Linked DNA regions of Sus scrofa: region 2 is linked to region 1. Evidence: chromatin contacts called from public HiChIP or PLAC-seq data. All regions are on one chromosome and are shown on one strand. Each heading gives the region's core, a stretch centred on a gene start, on an enhancer-like site or on the middle of the called end of the contact. The rest is flanking DNA. Distances are from core to core; before and after follow the strand shown.

The links. HiChIP or PLAC-seq counts read pairs in DNA pulled down with a chosen protein or histone mark.
Region 2: a contact with region 1 is called in an H3K27ac HiChIP or PLAC-seq map of alveolar macrophages. The contact joins the promoter of IFI6 here to the promoter of MAP3K6 in region 1. A contact is called at or near these places in 2 of 5 promoter capture datasets (fetal skeletal muscle and liver), 1 of 47 Hi-C or Micro-C datasets (embryonic fibroblasts) and 1 of 2 datasets of contacts at active chromatin or transcription factors (alveolar macrophages).

The regions. Positions count from the first base shown.
Region 1 is chr6:84,583,465-84,588,442 of Sscrofa11.1, forward strand. It overlaps MAP3K6 (mitogen-activated protein kinase kinase kinase 6), which reads right to left and starts at 1,964. Exons shown (of 29, transcript XM_013988796.2): 1 at 1,207-1,964. The coding sequence starts at 1,786.
Region 2 is chr6:84,856,370-84,861,410 of Sscrofa11.1, forward strand. IFI6 (interferon alpha-inducible protein 6) reads right to left here and starts at 1,703. Exons shown (of 5, transcript XM_021095660.1): 1 at 1,549-1,703.

The sequences.
Region 1 (4,978 bases), core at 714-3,213:
GGGCCTCAGGGTTCCTCAGGTTCAGACAGAAATGATATCTCTAGTAGGGAAGGAGAGCCGTGGAGCTCACCGTGCTGCAATTCACATCCCACCTCAGAGCCTATGGGCACTGGGCACAGAGGAGGGGAGGCTGTGCAGCAGCCTGGAGACTGTCCCAGGCCACTGGAGAGGCAGGAGTTGTGCCAAGAGAGAAGTCCCCTTCCCTGGGTCATCCACTCAATCTCTTGAAAGTGGCTACCACCAGCAGTGTGCTGTGTGTATATGCATGTGTATAAACACGTGGTGTGTGTGTGTACAGCACTGTGTTTCTCTGTGTGTGCGTGTGTGTAGCTTGCTGTTTCTATTATCTCTGTGTGCCACAGCCTATGTAAATCAACATATATACGATCTGTGAGCCTATGACCCTGTGTGTGTGTCTTTGTGTCCCGAGGTCGAGCTAGCCTTCATTTTTAAGCTGAGATTTAACGGACATCCTGCAAGTAAGGTTCCTGGACTCTTGGATGAACAAATAAGTTTCGGGGGTGGGGCTTCGGGGCTGGGGAGGGCGGGGTGACCCGCGCGGGAATAGCCGCCTTCTGACTCCGCCCCCGGACAACCCTGCTCCGCCTCCAGCCCCGCCCCAGCTCCATTCTCTCATAACTGCTTGGACCTCATAACCTAAGCTCCCTCGTGGAGAATCCAGTGTAGTTGGGTTCCTTCGCTTCTCTTTCTGCCTCTTCAGCCGGATCTTCGGAAGCGGTGTGCTAAGACCCTGAACTTCAACCGCACGTGTACAACCCCTTTCCTAGTCCAAGTTACACCTCCTGGGAGCCTCCCTCATGAGAGCCTCCCTCATGAGCTCCGTGCGAGATCATCCTGAGGCTGAGTTCTCCAACCTCACTCCTGAGATACCACACCCTGCCCCGCTCCCAGCCTCTCCTCAATTCTAGCCCCGCTCCCCAGGCATGATGCCGACTCCCGAGCGCTTAATCTCCAACCCTGAAGCCCGAACCAGGCCTGGATCGGCTAAATCCCAACCTGAGCCCTGCTGCGCTCCAGATCCCCTAAATTCCCATTTTTATCACGGCCCCGCCTCAAGCCCCTCAGTTTTAGCTCACTTTAGGTCTCGAGCACCCCCTCACCGACCTTGGGGTCTCCCGGGAGTCTCCGAGCCACGCCCCCTTCGGCTCCTCCCAGCTCCCAGGCCCCGCCCCCAAGCGCGCTCACCAGCATTGTAAAAAGAATCCAGTGCTGTAGTGTCTCCCAGAGCCAGGGTCCCAAAAGGCAGGCTGCGCAACTGAGGCCGCGGCCGCGGTCCAGGGAGCTGCGCGCAGGCCTCCCGCAGGCAGCGCAGGGGTAGCGGCTCAGCCTCGTCTCCCGCCTCGGGCTCCACCCGGGTCTGCTGCTCCCGGGTCAGCACGTACACCACGCTGAGGGGCCGGCTTCGCGTGCAGCCCCGGCCGTGAGACGCCGCGAGCGGCCGGCCCCGGCTCAGCGCCTCGGCCAGCGGGTCCTGCCAGCAGCTGCCGGCGCACTCCAGGGTTCCGGACCGCGAGCACGGCCCCGCCATGCGGGGGCGCTCGGTCGTCGGGCGCCCGGTTTTGGGCACCCGGGGCGAGACAGGAGCCAGGGATCGGGAATCTGGTTGGGATCGGGAATCTCCTTCGGGATCTGAAGATCTGGATATCCGGAGTCCTGCTAAAGGTCCCCTATTTGGGAATCTGGTGTCCAGGGCGAAATCCGGGCTCCGACTTGCAAGATCCTGAGGATCTGGAGTCGGGGATTGGGTCCCGGGAATCTTGGGCATCTGGTGATCCGCTTCTGAGTCACGTGGGAGATCCCGGAATGGGTCTGGCAGTGCCCACCACGCGGATTCCACAGGAGAGCTCCGACCGTCGCTCTCCTGTAGGCCGGGCCCAGCCCTTTCCCGGCCTACCAGGAAAGCTCCACCCTCGGCCTTGGGGCAGCACCGCTCCCTAGCGGCCCGGGACTCTTCTCTCCCTCCTCTCCCGCCAGAACCTCTGAGACAGGCCGCTTCCGGAACAGCCTGTGCCCCTGTGCACGCCAACCACTGCGGACTGCTCGCAGCAGGCGCTCATAAGATGTGTGCCCAGGCCAGCGCTGAGACAGAAGTGAGAATTGCAGGCCCTGCTCTGCAAGGGTCTGTTGACAGAATCCATCTCCAGAGACATCTGGATGTGTAGACCACAGCAGAGAATGCCTGAAGAGTGTCGGTCCTCCAGGTCCTGCTGTGCAGGCTGGGAGGGTCTGGGCTGGGGGAAGCCAGCTCCTTGGGCTGCCAGGAGCATGGTATGTGAGCCCTGTCCTTTGCCCTTTTGCCAGGGGGCTGCTTTCCCAAGAATTCAATCTGTTATGGAGCTCTGCTGACCTTTGACCTCCACCCCACACGTGACCATGGGACCTAAGAGTCCTTATGCAGATGTTTCTCTACCTCCCTGAAGGAGAACCCCAGATATTCCAGCCCTTGGGCTGCAATAGCTTCCCAGCTCCAATCTCCAAGAATCCCTAACCTTCTAGTGTGAATTAGTGTGCCAGCAGCCTGGTGTAAACCTCTGTGGACTCTGAAATCAGGAACTGGGGACTTAGAGAGGTTGAGTAACTTGTCCAAGATCACTCAGCTACATGACAGAGCAGGATGACATGACAGAGCCCAGAAATACCTATCAGCCTGCAGAGATCAGACTCTTAACTACTTATTGCTCTGCCACTTTCTAGAATGTGACTCTAGCGAATTAACTAACTGCTCAATAAATGTTAGTTCAGTAACTGCTATTTCACTGCCATGTTGCCCCATGGAAGAAAAATGTACCTGCCTGAGTTCAAACTAGCCCCTAATGAGACAGGCAAGAAGTTGTGGAAGATGAGAACTCGACTTACAACAGAGCGTGGAAACAGACAACTTAGAAGGGACAGGCAGGGGACAACAGAGAGGGTGAGATAGCTGTCTGATTCCCACCACAAAACTGTCTACTTGTAGGGCCAAAGAGAAGTGTCAGTGAATGCTTGAATCCTTCCAAGTGCGCCACTAAATGTTTCTCTGGCCTCGGCTTGCATACCTCTAGAGACAGAAGCCTCATTACCGTTTGAGGCCATCTATCTGACTAGAAGATCTTTCCTTGAATGGAACTCACACCTGTGTCCCTCCCCTGCCCTGTCAAGTTCTTCTCAGTAATTGGAAGAGGCCTGCAAGCCAAGAAAGGGTTAAAATGATTTATTTTTTAAACATGGACAGAAGAGCAGAGGTGGTTAGCGATGGGGAGAAGTAGCCGAGGGTCTGGAAGCTGTACAGGAGAGATAAGGGTGCTGGTTGCTCGGGTGCCCTAGCGAAGCATCGTGTGGGTGGCCATGCTGAAGCCGAGTTGAAGCCATAGTTATGGGTGGTGGCTTCGGACACTGAGTAGCACCTGTTGAGATTGGACTGGTAGCAGGATCTGTAGCTGGTGTCCACCTGGCACTGAGGACAGTCACCGCAGAGTTGCCCCCACTGGCATCATGGTCCGTATCATAGGTGGTAAAAGGCTTCCAGCTGTGGAAGCACAGAGAGTTCCCTGGCAGGAATGGGACATACCTGGGTGTCAGCACCATGCCTGGCACCCTGGCTTGTGGAGTTCCCAGACCAGGAATCAGGTCTGAGCCACAGCTGCAAACTATGCCATAGCTGCAGCAATGCTGGATCCTTTAACCCACTGTGCCAGAGCCGAAACTGAACCTGTGTCCTGAGGCTGCAGAGATGCCACTGATTCCGTTGCTCCACAACAGTCATTCCTGCCTCACACCCTTGAAGAGATGGTCTCACAGGAGCCTCAGAGAAACTGTGAGATGGATGTTTTCAGGCCCCGTGAGAAAACAGCAGTGCCAGGAGCCAGGGTATTTGCCCAAGGGCACCCAGCTTGTCACAGGGACTTGAACTCAGGACGGTGGCTCCAGGCCACTGGCTCCTCGCACTGCCTTCTGCCCTCCCAGAATCCCCAACTCTTCTCTTACTCCTTGGTCTCCTCTCAGCTCCCATCAGCATCCTGGGCAACTGTGCCAGGGAGTGCTGTGAGGGACAGCTCTGATGCCAGGCAAGAAAGGGGGCTCCCCTGAACCACCTCCTCATAACCACTTCCCTCTCCAGTTTCTCCTCAACTGTTGGTGTTTCTCCAAAAAAAGATTTCCCTGGTTCCTCTTCCAAAGTAAATAATGCCAACACTCAACAAAGCCTCAGATGGCTCCCACACCCTCCCTTCCTGCCTCCTTGTCCATTTTACTGGGGAGGAAACTGAGGCTCTGACTTGGAAGGGTCACATAGTAAATAACAGAGCTGAATTTATTTTATTTATTTTTTATTTAAAAAAATTTTTCCCCACTGCACCCACAGCATTTGGAAGTTCCTGGGCCAGGGAATCAAATCTGAGCCACAGCTGTGACCTATGCCTCAGCTGCAGCAACACCAGATCCTTTACCCACTGTACCAGGCTGGGGATTGGACCCTGTGCCGCCTCAGAGACAACGCCAGACCCTTAACCCGATATGCCACAGCACGAACTCCCAGAGCTGGTTTTATTTATTTGGTTGTTTCTTTCTTTATTTACTTATTTATATTCTTTTTAGGCTGCCCCATGGCATATGGAGTTCCCAGGCCAGGATTAGATCCGAGCCTTAGTTTCAATCTAAGACACAGCTGCAGCAATGCCGGATCCTTAACCCACTGTGCTGGGCTGGGGATTGAACCTGCATCACAAGGCTCCCAAGACACTGCCGATCCCATTGCGCCACAGCAGGAACTCCCTAGAGCTGGATTTAAACTCATGATTGTTTGCCTCCAGAGCCCAACTTCTTCACTCCTGCACCACCCTGTCTCATAATTCCCATTTTTCAGATGAGGAAACTGAGGCCCATAGAAGGGATAGAATTGCCCCGGGTCATTCATGGAGGCTGTAGCAGCCCTGGGAAAAGACCCAGCCTCCTTCACCTTCTTTCCCTACTCCAGGGCCCC
Region 2 (5,041 bases), core at 453-2,952, 270 kb after region 1:
GCACTCACCAGAGTCAGCTAGTGTTATTAGTGTGGCTTCTGTTATTGGCTTTGTCTGGCCTTGAGCAGGATACCTGGGACTTCCTGGAGCCTCAGTTTCCCTATCCCTAAGGTGGGAGTATTAATAGAACCTATTTCTGGCTGGGTGGCTGTGAGTTTTGAAACTGTTCACCACTGTATCCCTAGCATTTAGAACAGTGCCTGTCACACAGAATTTTCTACACAATGGTTGTTGCTACACTTCTCCCCCCCCCCGCCCCCCGCCCCGCATTCTCGGCCTGTGGAAGTTTGGAAGTTCCTGGGCCAGGGGTCCAACCTGCACCACAGAAGTGACTCAAACCACAGCAGTGGCAATGCCAGATCCTTAACCCACTGAATCACCAGGGAACTCCTGATAGACTTATTCTTACAATGCATTGAATATTTACAGGCACCAAACACTGATCTCATATTCGTTTTTCAGAAAGAAAGGAGGGTAAAGGAGCTAGCCCAAGGTCACAGAGCAAATTGTGCAGCCTAGACACATCTCAGGTCTGTCAGAATCCAAAACCTATGCTATTTCCATGACACTACAAAATAGGAGAACACATATCCCCCCCAACTCTAATGTGATCTTTGTCTGCTTAATGCTTTTTCCTTGAATTAAAAACAAACAACAACAAAACCCCCAACAATTTCCCCTATGTTGAGTACTTACTTAGCACTTTCTGGCACAAAGTTATGTATACCCATAACAACCCCATGAAGTAGGTGCCGTTATTCTTTTTTTTTTTTTTTTTTGTCTTTTGCCATTTTCTTGGGCCGCTCCCACGGTATATGGAGGTTCCAGGCTAGGGGTCGAATCAGAGCTGTAGCCGCCAGCCTACGCCAGAGCCACAGCAACTTGGGATCGGAGCCGCGTCTGCAACCTACACCACAGCTCACGGCAATGCTGGATCCCTAACCCACTGAGCAAGGCCAGGGATCAAACCTGCAACCTCATGGTTCCTAGTAGGATTCGTTAACCATTGTGCCACGGCGGGAACTCGGGTGCCGTTATTCTCAACCACGTATTATACATAAGGAAACTCAAACTCAGAAAAGTAACACTCCCAGGCCTGCCCAGCTGTAGCAGAATCAGGATTTAAAGCCATAATTGACTGATGCCCAGACCCACACTTTGGAGGTTTACTTCAGATCCTGTCATCTATCCTCAAAGATAAACTCACTGTCACAGTAGATCCTAGGATAAAGGGCTTTCAGAGATCATCCAGTCCCTTGGGCAGGTAAAGTAGCTTGATCCTTATTTCACAGATGAGGAGTCAAAGGGACAGGATTAAGGCCATATACTGTTGACATGGCACCTATAAGCGAAGTCTCATAGCTCCTGCAGCTTAGCATCCCAACCCCTAAAAGCCCACCAACCCATGCCCTCAGACCAGTCTTAGTCCAGGACACTAAAGGGGACTCAATGGTGTAGCCTCCCTGAGGAATGGGCATCCTGGCCCTCATGGCCTGAGGCTCACAGGCAGGCAGCCTGACACCCACACCTTATAGCTTCTGGGTTTACCTTGAAGAGAGCAGAAAAGAAATCTTCTTGCCTGGAGCCTGCTGATAGATGGCAGTAGCAGTGAGATAACGGCTCTCAGGCTGGATTTTTATAATCCTTCCCACTGCTGTAACTCTCCTCCCCAAGTGGCCAATTGCTGTCAAGTTTCCAGTTTCAGTTTCCATTTCCAGGGTTCTACAGTGTCTTGTCTCCTCCCTACAGCTCTGCTCAGTGACAATATCTCTGCTGAGCTGCTTAGTGGCCAGACAGTATAATTCAAGCCAGTGACTTTCCAAACAGCTAAGAGTATTCAAAGCAGGTCACATTAGGGTGGGGTCCACAGCCCTGCAGGGCTTAGTGAAGCCAGACCACCAGCACCTCTTGGGGCACAAGGTCTTTCACAATTCGAGTCAATTAATAATAATGCCCACAAGAGTTTCCATTGTGTCTCAGTGGAAACAAATGCGACTAGGAACCATGAGGTTGCAGGTTTGATCCCTGGCCTCGCTAAGTGGGTTAAGTAGCCAGCGTTGCCATGAGCTATGGTGTAGGCCAACAGCTGCAGCTCCAATCCAACTCCTAGCCTGAGAACTTCCATATTCCATGGGTGCGTCCCTGAAAAAACAAAGTAATAATCATGCCTGCATTTATTGAGCACTTGCTGCATACAAGGGCCTGGAAAGAGATCCAATCCCACAAGTCTTGTGACTACCGTCATTTGTGTACAGACCTATTTTGCAGAGGAGATTAAAGCTTGTGGAAATGAAATCACTCCATTCCATTGTTCTCTCAGGCTGGCTGCTTCTGGGTGATGGGTATATGGTAAGACCGGTGACGCCCACGTTCAGAGGCCATTGCCACACATTTAATTTGCCATTAAAATGGGTCTTCTAGCCCTGGGTAATGGATTGCGCTTTCTTTCTTTCTTTCTTCCTTTCTCTCTCTCTTTTTTCTTTTTAGAGCCACACCCAAGGCATATGGAAGTTCCCAGGCTAGGGGTGGAATCAGAGCTGTAGCTGCCAGCCTACACCACAGCCACAGCAACACTGGATCTGAGCAGTATCTGTGACTGTTGCTTGCAGCAATGCCAGATCCTTAACCCGCTGAGCCAGGCCAGGGATCGAACCCGAATCTTCAGGAACACAATGTCAGGTCCTTAACCCGCTGAGCCACAACAGGATCTCCAGATTGAGTATTCTTTAAACTTTCAGATATTATTGCTTGCAGAACTAGAAGTACAATCCATATTTGGAGTACATAACAATTCCAGGAAAATGAATCATTGCTTTCTCCAAAGTGGAAGGGGACTGATGTAACTGACCTGCCACCACAGTGCTGGCTGCTCTCTCTGACCAATGTTGCTATGCTGCTGCCTGCTGCTGGCTGGTGGGCTATTTGTTGGCCATTGTTAGATCAGCCTTGGTGAAAGGGATGCCAAGTTGTTGGGTCCATTCATAGCCTCCATCCTTGCCACCATGGCCACCCTTTTATGAGTCTTTTGCAAAGTAGCAGGGTAACTAAGTTTACAGGCGGGCTGACATCCACAGGATGGGATATCTGACCATCTGGCTGGAGAGCCTCATCTGCAGTAGGAGGTCAATGGTGAGCAAAAATGTGAGACACAAAGATCTGCATACTTTTCACTAACTCCTGTTAATCCATCTATATGCCACTTACACAGATCTGCTTATCTCCAATGTTCCACTTTACTTTTCTTTTCTTTTTTTTTTTTGTCTTTTCAGGGCCAAACCCATAGCATACGGATGTTTCCAGGCTAGGAGTTGAATCAGACCTTTCGCTGCCAGCCTACACCACAGCCACAGCAAAGCCAGATCTAAACCTTATCTGTGACATACACCACAGATGATAGCAATGCTGGATCCTTAACCCGCTGCTCGGAGCCAGGGATCGAACTCTCATCCTCATGGATACCAGTCAGATTCGTTAACCTCTGAGCCACGACGGGAACTCCCCAAGTTCCACTTCTCTGTTCCATGCCTTTGACCAACTAGTCCAGCCATTTGCCATTGATTGGTTGATTGATTGTCTTTTTAGGGCCGCACCCACGGCATATGGAAGTTCGCAGGCTAGGGGTCAAATCAGAGCTGTAGCTTTTGGCCTATGCCACAGCCATAGCAATGCCAGATCAGAGTCATGTATGCGAACTATACCACAGCTCATGGCAACACCAGATCCTTAACCCACTGTATGAGGCCAGGGATTGAACCTTCATCTTCATGGATACTAGTCAGATTCATTTCTGCTGAGCCAAGACGGGAACTCCCCATTTGTCATTTATTAGGAATTAGTATACATCTGTGCTTCAGACTATCTCTTCCTCCACACAAAGGGAATGACAAAGTATATTGCTCAGGGTTTTGCCCCCAAGGAGGATTGACCACTGTCCATCCGGGCTACCCCTGCCAGAGGTTGCAATAGAGTGGTCCACTTCCAGCTGGTGCCTATACATATCTACCTGTAAAATGGGTTCTGCTCCCTTCCTCCTCCATCAGTTGGTTTTAGGGAACCCTCCATGAGGCCATAGGTCTAGGTTAAAGGAGGAGGGTCAGATCAACAGAGTTAGTTGCCATAGGAGTCTGAGCTGCTTGTTCATTTGATTTACTCATGCCTCTGGCACTTTGAGCCCAGCCCTGTATGCACCACTTCCATCACATTGGATTGCTGCTGTGCCCATCTGATAACATTGAACTTTCGATATATAGCCAGCCACCTGATAGCTGGTGATCATATGCTCAGACGCTACTGGGGCCCAGGGACCCATCAGAACCTTTTCATTCAAATGGACCATGGTCAGTACGGCCTTACTCCAGAATCCTAGGGGTTCTCATTGCAACTCTCCTCTTTGAGCTTTCAGAGACTCCCTACAGAAACTTCATCCACTAGAGTCCTCCAGCAACATTGTATCTGCAGGATCATATAATCCAAAGTGGCAGCATTGCCTGTTTTATGATCTGAACCTGCTGTACAGCTCTTTCTTGATCTGAGCTCCCCTCAGAATGGGCAGCCTTCCAGGTCACCCAACAAAGGGTTGGCAAAGTACTTCTGAGGGTATATACTCTGTCTCCGAAATCCAAAGAGACCCACCAAACACTTGCTTTTATCTAAGAGATACGTGAAGTGAGATAACGTGTTCAGTGGCCGAAGCCACTGAACTCCTAAAAATGTTCCCAATGTGGCGGGACCATGAATGCAATTTATCTTCTGCTCCGTGGCAATCGTGGTCCTTACTGTTTCCTGTTCGTGTCCAGTGAGCATGATGTCATCCATACCTCGGACCAATATGATGTCCTGTGGAATGTCAAGGCGATCAAGCTCCCTGAAGACCATCTTTAACAGGGAGCTGGACTAATCACAAAGCCTTGAGGGAAAGAGTGAAGTTACTCTCATTGTCATAGCGTGATGTAAAGGCAAACGAACCGCCTTTGACTCTCTCTTCTCTCGGGCATTGAAAAGAAAACATTTGCTAAATCAATAACTATACACAAGTGCTAGA